Regions from separate parts of the Anser cygnoides genome. Here region 1 is linked to region 2. A link is a contact called in public Hi-C data. All regions are on one chromosome and are shown on one strand. Each heading gives the region's core, a stretch centred on a gene start, on an enhancer-like site or on the middle of the called end of the contact. The rest is flanking DNA. Distances are from core to core; before and after follow the strand shown.

The links. A called contact is a pair of places that touch in the nucleus more often than the background predicts.
Region 1: a contact with region 2 is called in a Hi-C map of liver, with 6 times the contacts expected there. The contact joins the promoter of BCL6 here to the enhancer-like site in region 2. A contact is called at or near these places in 2 of 7 Hi-C or Micro-C datasets (both in liver).

The regions. Positions count from the first base shown.
Region 1 is chr9:16,336,528-16,342,391 of Taihu_goose_T2T_genome, reverse strand. It overlaps BCL6 (BCL6 transcription repressor), which reads right to left and starts at 1,599. Exons shown (of 10, transcript XM_067002297.1): 1 at 1,482-1,599. It also overlaps the pseudogene LOC136791464.
Region 2 is chr9:16,239,984-16,245,692 of Taihu_goose_T2T_genome, reverse strand. No RefSeq gene overlaps it. Among named protein-coding and RNA genes, the nearest start is that of LPP, 50 kb to the right of the region's middle. Within about 2 kb of position 4,457, at least 1 of the 3 cell types and tissues checked has open chromatin away from gene starts, as enhancers often do. A contact at or near this core is called in liver, where this site is marked.

The DNA of each region.
Region 1 (5,864 bases), core at 350-2,849, 100 kb before region 2:
CTGCCACGGGGAAAAGGGGGAGGGGGGGGACACACAACCGGGGGGGGGCTCCCCCGTACCCCGACAAGCGCACCCCATCGCCGAGCGGCCGGAGGACCCCCCCCCCCCAACCCCTTTCCCTCCTCCTCCCCGCTGTTTGCGGCGGCATCGCTGGAAGGAGAAAAAAAAAAATCGGAGCCCCCCCCCCCCCCGCGCGGTATTTTCAGAGCCACTTCTCCCCCTCCCCGCCGCCTCCCCGCGCGGGTGCCGCCGCCGTCGAGGCCGGCGCGGTTCCTTCCACCGAGCCCCGGGAAGGAGGGAGGGAGGCCGAGCCTCCCCGCCGCCTCTCCCGTCCCCCCCCCCCCGCCGCTTGCTTTTCCCCGGGCCGACAAAAACGCCGCAAAGTCCGCTCCGTCCCCGCCCGGCTCCTCGCCCCCCCCGGGGGGCTTTGACAGATCCCGGCGCGGCCCCGCCACAGGTTGCCAAAAGAAAAAAAAAAAAAGCCGGTAGGGAGCCGAAAGGGGAGTGGGGGGGGGACGCGGGGAAAAAGCCCCCCGCTCGTACTGCGGTAAAAAAAAAATCCTCCGAGAAGGGGGAAGGAAAAAAAAAAAATCACCCCGAGAGAGGGCCGAGCCGCCCGGTGCCGCGACACGGCGCACACGCGGGGACCGGGAGCGAGACAGCCACTAGAAGCAAAAGAACAAGAATAAAAAATAATAACAAATAAGATACATAAAATATAAGACACGCTGCCCGAGCTCCGGCCATCGAGAACCGACGCCGAAAGGAAATAAAATAAAATATAAAATAAAAACCCCGGAGCTCCCCGGCGGCCGCGCTCGCCGCCGTCCTGCGGCCGCCTGCAGGTGCAGGGGCACCGCGGGGCCCCCCCGGGGGACACGGGGATGGGGAGAGCAGCGCTCGGGGGGACAAAACCCCCCCGAGACCCCATGGGGACCACCGCGGGGGGACCTCCCCCCTCCGGGAGCCGGCCCCGTTAGGGCAGCCCGGGGCTGGGATTTTTTTTATTATTATTTTTTTCCCCCCCCTTTCCTTTTTTTTTTTTTTTTTTGATTTTTTTTTTTTTTTTTACTATTAAGGGTGCAAGGAGAGGGTTGGGGGTGTCCCCGCGTTAATTTAATAGGGAGCACGTTAATTTAGTATGGAGAGGGAATTATTATAATAATAAAAAAAAAAATAGGGGAAAAAAAAATTAAGGGGAGAATGGGATGGGGGGGGAATAGGGGATGGTAAAATAATTTTTTTTTTTTTTTTCGGTGGATTAAAAGTGCCGTCGGGGCACCTGCCGAGGGAAAAAGGAGGGGGGGGGAAAAAAACGGGTAAGAAATATATAGGGGCGGCTGGGCGCCAGAGCGGGGCAGGGAGGGAAAGAGGAGGGAGAGAGAGAGAGAGAGGAGGGAAGAGAGAGGAGGAAAAAAAAAAAAAAAAGAGAGAGAGAATTAAAGGGTAAAATCGGCCGCGGCAATAGAAGCAGCAATCACCTGGTCTCCGGGCTTTCCTAGAAACTCCTTGCATCACCACTTCTAAGAACCCCAGTTCTAAGAATCAACAGAGCCCAATTCTCGGAATTTGAGCTGCCGGCCCTACCACTGCGAGCGGCGCGGGGAGGGACGGGGACCTCCCCTACCGCCTCCTCGCCGCCGCCGCCGCCCCGCCGGGACGCCTCCCCCCGCCCGAACGCCCCCGACGGTGTCCCCGTGCCCCCGGCCGGTGTCCCGGTGGGGACGCGGCGGCGGCGAGGGTCCCGCTGCCCCCCGCTCCCCGCCGTGTTCCCCCCCCTCGCGGTGGTCTCGCCCGGCCGCGGGGGTCACGTGGCGGCGGGCGGCGGCGTGACGTGGGGGCGCGGCGGGGTGGCGGCGGGAGCGCGCGCGCGCGCGCCCGCCCGACCGGGCGCGGGGGAGCGCGCGCGCCGCGCGGACGCAAAGGGGGGTCCCGGGTGCGAGAGCGGGGACGGGGCTGAGCGCACGTGGACACCCCCCCCCCCCACCTCGCCTCCCCCCAAAAATATAATGCAGGGGGAAGGAGGGCGTGTGAAAAAATATATGTTTTTTTTTTTATAATAATTCCTTTTTTTTTCTTTTTTTTTTACTTTTTTCGTTTTTTCCTTGTTTTTTTCCCCTTTTTTCTTGTTTTTCCCTTTTTCCCCTTGTTTTTCCCTTTTTTCCTTGTTTTTTCCTTTTTCCCCCCTTTTTTCCTTTTCCTACCATTTTCTCCTTTTTCTCCTTTTTTCCCTTTTCTCCCTTTTTTCTCTTTTCCACCCTCTTTTCCCTTTTTCCCCTTTCCCCCTTTTTTCCATTTTCCCCCTTTTCCCCCCCTTTTTTCCTCCATTTCCCCCCTTTTTTCCTCCTTTTCCCCTTTTTTTCCCTTTCCCCTTTTTTCCCTTTTTTTCTCCTTTTCCCTTTTATCCCTTTTTTTTTTGGGGGGGGGCACCGCTTTCTCATTCCAACAATCAACCCTCCCCCCCTTTTAAAAAAAAAGAAAAAGCCAGGATCCTGCTGTGCTGCACTGGAATTTTGCATTTTTCATTATTTTTCCTTCCGTTGCCTCTTTTTTTTTTTTTTTTTGCTAATTTTTGACAAACACATCGACGCTCGGCTCACAGCCTCAGATGGGATTTACTCTTGGGGCCAGAAGCTTTTTCCTTAAAGCCCCCCTCACACCCCCATGCGCTTCTTTTTCCTTTTTTTTTTTTTTTTTTGCGTTTTTATTTTTTTGGCTTTGCTCCTTAACGCTGGGATTCTCGAGGAGGAGGAAAAAAAAAAAAAAAAAGAAAGGATGACGATGTAAATTTTTTTTTTTCCTTATTATTTTTTATTTTCAGACGCTTTCGCTCTTTTCCTTCCCAGGACGCCCGAGCGGTGGGTTAATTCTCTGTAGCTCTTGTGGTTCTTATTGCAGCCCAGCCTGTAAGTGTGCACATCCTCGCGTTCCTCCGCTGCTCCGCGAATCTCTGCTGGGGTGCAAAACGCCGTCGGCTCCTCCTGGCGAGCCCGGGCTGCCCGGGGTTTTTTCTCCGGGCGCTTTTTGCCCGCTCCTATTGCCGGGTGTACGGAGGGGAGGGCGAAGGCCTGCGCTGGCCCTTGCGGGAGGCGGTGGGAATAAGGCGAAGACTTCTGCAAACCCTTCTTCCAGTTGGGTTTTGCAGGGCAAGGACTGAGGGGGGTGGGAGGGGGCCGCCACCCGAGCGTTGCTCCGGTCCCGTATGTAAATGTATCGCCCTGTATGTAAATCTGTAGAGATTTATACCTCTCCAGCCTCGAGCCTTGCGTATTTATTTCGACCGACCGTGCCGGCGCTGGGGCCTGCGGCTTGGGTTTGTCTCGGGGGTGCATCAGCACATCGCCAGCCTGCTGTGCCGTTTGCCCCCGACACTTTTTCGGCTGCGTGCTGCCCAGCGTGGCCGAGCAGGGGGAGGGCGCGCTCCGGGCCGGGATGCCTTTCCCATTGCAATTAATAGAAATTTGTTTATGAGAATAACCACCACGGGTCACGGTGCCCTCGCTCCTCCGCTAATACAGTGGCTCGGAGCTACTGATTCAGTCGCCGCCGAGCCCCACCAAACGGGTGCCTTTGCTGGGAAGTTCCTGCGTGCCGGGTGCTGCCTTTATTTTGATTTTGCAGCCGGGCTCACGAGCTGAAATGCTCGGTGCCTGCTCTAAAGTCGGGGGGGGGGGTTGGGGGGGGGGGGGGATAAGAAGAAAGCTGTTCTGCTAATCCGACTCATTTTATCATTAAAAATAGCCCGGTGGCAAGATCAGAACGGTGCTGCCGAGACACTTGAGATGGTTCAGATATGCTCGAAAGCTGTAGTTAAAAAGCAAGATGGGATTCCCAGCGAGGGAGCACGGCCGGAGCCGTGCGAGGCTCCGGGCCCCGGGAGCAGGTTCGGGAGGTGTTTGCGAGCGGCCGGCTCGTGGGACCCACTCGCACCGACTGCCCTCCGGGCTTGTGCTTCCTTACAGCACGGAAATTAAAAGGCCTGAGGGGGGGGTGGAGGGGTTAAGGAGAAGGAAGAAAAAAAAAAAAAAAGGTTCTTTGCTGTTTGTCATTTTTCTGCAGCGTGACGCTTTCGGTTTAGCCAGCCCCTGTGCCTGGCTGGACGCAACGCTTGCAGAAAGTTAGGCAGGGCGAGAGGGCTCGCGGCGGGGTTTTTGCAGAGCCCCAGGGTCAGGCGTGACTTCTGCTCCGGTGGCACTGTGAGGGGGGCTGGCTCTGCCTCGGTCTGCAGCGTGCCCCCCCTGTTCGTGGGGATGCAGAGGTCACCCACCAGCATCCCCGCTGGGCCGGGAACTCGGCGGGCACCCGCTCGGCCTGGGCGTCTTCATAGGGTGGGATTTTCTTTCTTTCTTTTTCTTTTTGTTTTAAATTTATTCTGCAGTTTAATGTCTTCTCATCCCTCTACTCGTCACCCATGGGGCTCCCACGCTGCCTCCCACCACAGCTTCAGCACCCCATAAAAGCAGCGACGGTGGCTCCAGGGTGCCAGGGAAGGGAACGTCTCCCCAGGATCCCCCTTGCCGTGCCTGTGCCCCACAGGCCAGAGGGGTCTGTGCCGGGCAGGACAAGGCCTTGTCACCTCCTGCCCCTCTCCTGGCCCAGCTGGGTGCCGGCCAGCCCTGGCCCGGGGCGGTCACTCTGCAGCCGGTGGCGGCTGCCCAAGAGGAAGGCGACGACGAGCCCGCAGCACGCGGAGGGGCGGCGGGGCTGCCCGGACCCCTCTGCCACAGGGCCCCCCTTGCCCACATCACGCAGCCAGCCGTGGGCTGGCTCTCCTTGGGACTGGGGCTGCAACCCTGGTGCCGCTTGGTGATGCCAGGACGGGGGCATCGCCGCCGCAAAATGGTCCCTGTGGTGTTGGCAGAGCAAGGCCGGAGCCGTGCTGGGCATGACGGAGGGTGGTCGGCCCCGGCTGAGCTGCTGGGCTGAATGGCGCTGGGGACGCTTTCTGATCCTCTGCCAGGGCCACAGCTCTGTGTTGGGGACCTTCGGAGCCAGGGGTGAGAGGTGAGGGGCTGCGGGACCTTCCCTCACGTCGGTGGGTTTGAAGCATCCCCGTGGCCCACGCCTCTTCACAGGTGACCCTGTCAAGAAGCGCTTCACCTCACGACATAAACAGCACCCCATAATCATTTTTGCCTTCAGAAATTAACTCCTTCCGGCCACAAGGCTTCTCCAGCACCCTTCCAAAAAGCAGACCCCAAAGCTGTGTCCGGGAGGGGGCCGTTCAGCCTTACAGAAGAGCACCCGGTGGCAGCAGGGGACGGTGGCGGCCGCAGCCTGCACGACGCTGCTGGAAGGGAGCTGGGCGCACATGGAGGTGCGTGCCCGAGGCCGGGCCACACGCTGCACGGGGACACTGTATTCCCTGGTTCAGCCCAACTATCTTGTTTTCTAATCTAACCTACTTTTTTTTTTTTTTCTATTTTTTTTTTTTTTTTGTCAGAGGTTGGTGCTTTGCAGGAACCTGTTCTCAGTGCAATCTCAGAGCTTTTTGTGGGTGTCTGATTTCTGTAACACGTTTTGGTTTCCAGTATGAATGTAACGTACAAAAGAATATCATGACACTGCTCTAGGTGTATGCGATCTTATCTACCTGACATTTAGGGTTTTTTTAACCGTCCATTCACCTGATTTGCATAAAAATCACATGGGGTTTCTTTTTTTTTTTTTTCTTTCCTCTTTTTTTTTTTTTTTTTCGTGCATCATCATAACAAACTGCTCAAGTTTACCGGGCTGCTTTCTGCCTGTCAGCATCAGCTCCCCTTCTTCCTCCCCGACAGAGGCTGGGGCCGGGGAGGCCGGCGCTCAGCAGGGACAGTGCTCCCTGCCCCGCTGTCCCTGTTGGCCACTGAAACCTGTAATGA
Region 2 (5,709 bases), core at 3,208-5,707:
GCCCTGGAGGAAGCCACCGATGCTGTGAAATTAACTTTTTTTAACCAAGAAATGAAGTTTCCTTTCCTGTAACCCCAGACTTATGAGTCAGCATTTCACACGTCAGTTATTTACGACAACAACAACAAAAAACAACGCAAGAAGCAAATTCAGGTTTTGGTAGGATGCAGCAAAAGCGGAGACGTTGCACACAATGCTCCTAAGTTAAATGTGTCCCCTTCCTCAACTTTCTCAATAGCCCCCAGTTTTCTTTTATTTTGGTGTAGCCTTTTGTGTGTAGCAGCTCCAGGCCTACAAATTTATACTGGTTAGCCTGAAGGTCAATGCAAGGGAAACATGTTTTACAGCTGGGGACACTAGGGCATGGATAGCTGAAATAACCTGGCTATGTCTTTAGTTCCCCATACCGGCTATCTCACGATCCTACCCAAAAGCAGCATGCGTGCACTCCCTCCATGGAGCTGCCGGAATTCAAGGAAGGGCACAAATCCCATTTGTGCAATAAGCCTGAAGGCTTTCATTTATGCACCCTTTGGTAACGTGTGTTCAGCTCTAGATTGTAAATAAAAATTGCTTTGAGTCACAAGGAAGATCCATGCAACCCACAGTCTCAGCGCCTAACGGTGCTGGTGGATGCTGGCTGCAGTCACGGAGGCTAACGTGGCCTTCTGGAAGTGCCGGAGTGATCATGATCCCTAACTGCTTAATGTTTTTTCCAGCCTCCACAGGCCATTTGGCCACCGCGATGATGTTGTGAGGTGGTGACAAAGGATGCAGGAAGTCCTTATGAGAAGGATGCTGTGACGAGGAAGCAAACAAGATGAGCTGTTAATAAAAGGCACAAAGCACTGAAATCCCTCAGAATATGTGGGGAGTTTTCTGGTGAGTAATACCAGCATTTTAGGAGCAGAAAAATGAATCATTCCTACTCCACATTAACTGCTCTCATCCTGCCACGATTTACAAACCAACGCAGTCCCATACAATCTCTCACTGAGGGATGGAGTAAATGATATTTTTCCTGCAGGAAAGACAAGGTTTTAGCATTTGTCCCAGACCACTGGGTCCTGAGACCTCATGAGAAAGGCTGAGCTAAAGGGAGAAGTCAGCAGAGCCCTGGCGAGAATGAGAAACACCTGTAGGTTATTCCCAGTGAAAAGAGCGGCTATCATGACCCCTCAGCATGCAGCTGGCAGCGATTTGCATGTAAATACACTATCAGCCAAAAAGTATATGAGAAAGTAGGTTGTAAGGACCTTTCCTTTTTTGCTCCCCCCGCCATCAGGAGCTGTGTTGGGTGCTCTGGGATAGACTGGAGAGCTGCCTGCCCTGTCTTGTTTGCAGTGACGCAGCCAGGTAAAGTAAGTAGGGTGGGTGAAAGTCTTTGTTGTGATGAGCTGGCCAGTGGCTCTTGAGCAGGCCACCTCACTGGAGGGCTGTGAGCAATATCTGTAAACCCGTTTCACGCAAACATCATTATCCTTGGCAGCTGCACTAAAAAAGCTGCAGCTTAAATGAGTGTCTGGTTCCTCAGTCTTTCCTGTGCTATGATCTCATGGTACAATGTGAGCAAACTTCCTATCTGTGAAGAAGGGAAGCAGAGGAGCCTCTGGGGAGCTGGAGTGGATTTTCCCTCCTTCCCATCAGGTGCTACTTTTACTGCAGAGCTGAGGTATATCCAGAAGCCTGGGTCAGGGCTGATGGGGAGCTCTGCAGCCCCACTCGTGAGGATGCTTGGTGTCTGTGCTGCATCTTCATTGTGCCAGCAGTGTGTGCAATGGTTTATTTGGGGTCATGCTACCTAAATATGGGACCCTGCTCTCACATGGCTGGGTCCAGATAAAGAACAAGGTGGTGTGAGAGAGCAATGTGCTCAAACCCAGGCTGCGAGGGGCAGGGGCTAGTGATGGCATGGCACTGGGGCTGGCAAGCTGCTTTTGCATTTCTTTCTCTCCCAAAATTTGAGGCTGTGTCCAGAGGGATACCTACAGCAATCTGGTTGTTGAGGGAGGAGAAGAAGGTGTTGTGTACTTCCATAGAACAGGGGTCCTGCAAGGATCCATGGCTCATGCAGAAGGGCAGAGCAAATGAATGAGTTTTGTACTGTTCTGGATCCAGTGCTAGTCATATACAGCAAAACCAGCAGGAACCCAAGTAGATACCTTTGGGATCCAAGTGCTTATTTTGATAGTGTGGTTATGTTTGGATTTGTGCTTGTTGTTTTTTCTTTTTTTAAAGGTGTAGTGGATTAATCCTGGCTTGTGCAGTTGTTGTACCGTAGTTTGTTTTTGTGTTGTAAGGGGCTTGGCAATGGTGTCAGGAGACGTGCTCCCTAAGTACTCTTATTATTTATCCTCATTGTACAAGCTGCACCAAATAAGTACCAGGCATTTCCAGAAATTGCTATTGATTGGGCAACTGCGTTTACAAAGCTAATCAATAAGTTTAACCCCCACCATATATTTATTTGTGATACAACTGCTCTCTTTGTGTGCCTCATGTGCTTTCCAGAGCTTGTAATTTGTCCAGTGTAAATAGCTGATTTCATCCTTTTTCCTGGGGAAAAAATAGCCCTGCTATTATAACACTGTGCCTCTTCTGGTGAGGGAGGTGTATGTGTCTTCCTGTCTTTAGGGTGGGTAATTTCACCCTTCACAGGAAGAAGATGAAGGGATGGGAAAGAGCCTTGTTGTTTCCTGAACACCAGAGTTACTGCAGTCTCCTGTGGATTTTTGTCCTTTGGCCTTTTCATCCTACTTCTGTTTCTGCCATAACAACCCCAGCTCTTTTCACATGGCTCTTCCTGTGACTCTACAGCACAGAAGATAACGTAATGCTGTAGAGGGACAGAACCGTGCAAGTGCTTGTTGGACAGGCAGGACATACACCCTGTTTCCAAAGGGTTGTGTAGCATAGGCCTTTCCACAACAGGGACCTCATCTGGGTCTTTATGTCTACTTCCAGGGTTCTTCCAAACGCTGGATACTTCTTGCTGCCAAAATTTCTACTGGTCCTTTAGATATGACCAAATTGGGTCAACAGTTACGAAGTTCAGTGTGAAGGTTGGATGGCTGAAGGGTCATCAGAGTGTCAGTCCAAAAAGTCATCTGTGTGGATGGCTGAATTGCCAAAAATATTTTACTGAAGTCCAGATGTCTGGAAATCAGAAGAACTTGGATAGCTTCCTCTTCTGGTCTCAAATGATTTTGCTCATTCATGCTGCACTGGCAGTTCTAGATCCTCTAGGGTGAGGATGAGAGCACACAAAGCTCTTCTGAAGGATTTCCCCACAAACTGGAAGCACCAGGATTTTGCAAGATCATCTTCTGTAGTGTGGGACTATGACTAAATAGACCTTGGTGGTTCTTGCTTCATTACAGATGACAATGCCCTGTGTGAACTTGGATATGTGAATGCCCCCACCTCTGTTCTCCAAGGAGAAACAGACCCACACTTGACCTCTGAAACCCAATGCTCCAACGCTTCTCCAGAATTTCCCACTCTGATCTGTACAGTCACCACAAATTGGCCCAATTTTGGACTTCCCTCTTGCAGAGAGTGGCCATTAGATCCAACAGGCTTACGTGCTAACAAGGTTTTTCCAGGATTTTGAGATTTTTCTTAGGAACTATTGCTCTGATCGTAAGGCCAAAAATGAGGTAGTGCAGAAAGTGGTGTGTAAGAATGTTAATTATTTCCCGAACAGTAATACTGGTAGTTTCTATTGTATTCCTTCAAAAAAAAGAACTTGTTGACCTTCTTCAAACATTGTAAACAAGGAAGCTGAAGTCTCAAACAACCCTGTTTCTAAAAGCTTCTTGCAAAAATCAATGATCAGGCAATAGTGTGCCCTGTGTACGAGATTGTGGGAGTTATCAGAAGTTAGATACTGCTTGGCCAGTTGGATGAGCGTCCAGCTGGCACCCAGCCTGAAACATGCCATAGCAAAAGCTGCTTCTTGCTCTGCTGGTAGTTACAGGACATGGGAAGGAGCTGATCTTGTTGGAAAGGGGGGAGAGTTTGGAGGATGTCATCAGTCCTGGAAGCATGGGCTGGGAAAGGGGCAGGTCATAGGGCCTGCAGAGGGGATCTTGGAGCACTGTGTGAAGGGAAGTGTGGGGGACACCAGGGTAGATGTGCTGGTGAAGTGAAGTCACACAGGATGTAAATTCTTGAATTGTGGAAAGAGGAATGCTGATGCCTGGAATGGCTTGGGTATTGATGATAAAACGTGAGAGATTAAATACTTGGTTTCTCATTCTAGGACTCCTGATGCTCACTTTCATCAGACTTTTAAAAGATGGTGTCTTTCTTTGGCAGTAGGTACAGTATAATGGTATATCAGGAAAGTAAAACTGACCTGTGTATAACTAGTGCTTCTGCTTAATATATGAGAAGGCTTACAGGCGGTGGAACTTAACTCCCAAAATATAAACCTTTGTCTTCTGACTTTACCTCAGATTATTTTAATTCAAGACTCTAGAAACAATTGCAATTAGCTCCTATTCCTTCCTTTTGCTCCTCTTTATACTCAGTTCCTTGTCCACACCCTCAGCTTCTTGGATCATTGACTCAGATGTTTAAATGGAAAAATACCCAGCTCAAGTTTATTGCAATGAGCAGAAGCAAAGAGGGTCTCTGTAAATATCTTGGTTCTTTGTATGCAGCTGGGTTCCCCTTTGTTTACTTGACTTCCCCAGTTATTTTCAAGCTGCTAAGGTCATTGCTAGTTAATAGTTGGCTAGAAATCAATAGACAGAGATGGTTAAAGATAAGTTTTAATAATGAGCGCAATCAAATTCTAGCAACTTTTATCTCTCTGCTGCTGCCAGTGGTGGCTGGTTTTTGTGCAATGACTACATTCATTTTCCAGCTGCACAAACTTCAGTGTTTTTTATCTTTGTAAAATACAGCTACCATAGCCCACCCTGGTGCCTCATGGTTAATGCTCTCTTGCTAGAGAACTGAGTTCAAGTGTGCTAAATGACTTCCATCAGTTTCAACAGGGTTTCCACCCAATGTTCACTGTTACCCAGGTAAAACAACTTCAAGATATCGCTGGAGTTAGCTGGAGATGGAGCACTGTCATCTCTTGACTCATCTTTGAACAGATGGAGAGCTTCTCCAAGTCCTGGTGAGCATTTCTACGAAGTTCAGCTGTCCAATGCATTCAGCACCTTCAATTGAGCATTATGTTGCAGCTGGATTTTTAACAGTTAAGCTCCATCTTGGAAGGGAGAACAGAGGGCTAGGATTTATGCCTTTAAGGTCCTGGTTTGCTTGGTTCAGAGTGTGCAGAGCAGTGCAAAATCTAACTGCTATTCCTCACCTGCTGGACCTCATTACATGGAAAACCAGATCTCTTGCAAATACCTCTCATGTTGAGTGATCATTAAAACACGTGTGTTGAAAGCATTCTAGAGACAGTGGCTGCTGCTGGGCTTTGGATCAGGTGCTGCATGATGCTGCTTGTGCTGGAGGTTCCTCAGCTCCCTGTAGCTTGCCAGGCAGTCCCGTGCCTGGCACCAGGTTCTCTTCCTGTGGGCTTTGCAGCATGTTTTTGGGTTGTGATGCAATGGCATGCTGTCCTGCTGCAGCAGACTCACCCAGATAGGCATGGCTGGCACTTGTGTGTGCTCAAGCAAGTAAAAACCTTACTCTCTACTGAAAGCCCTCTCAGATGTTTTCACAAATATAATGGGCTATGGG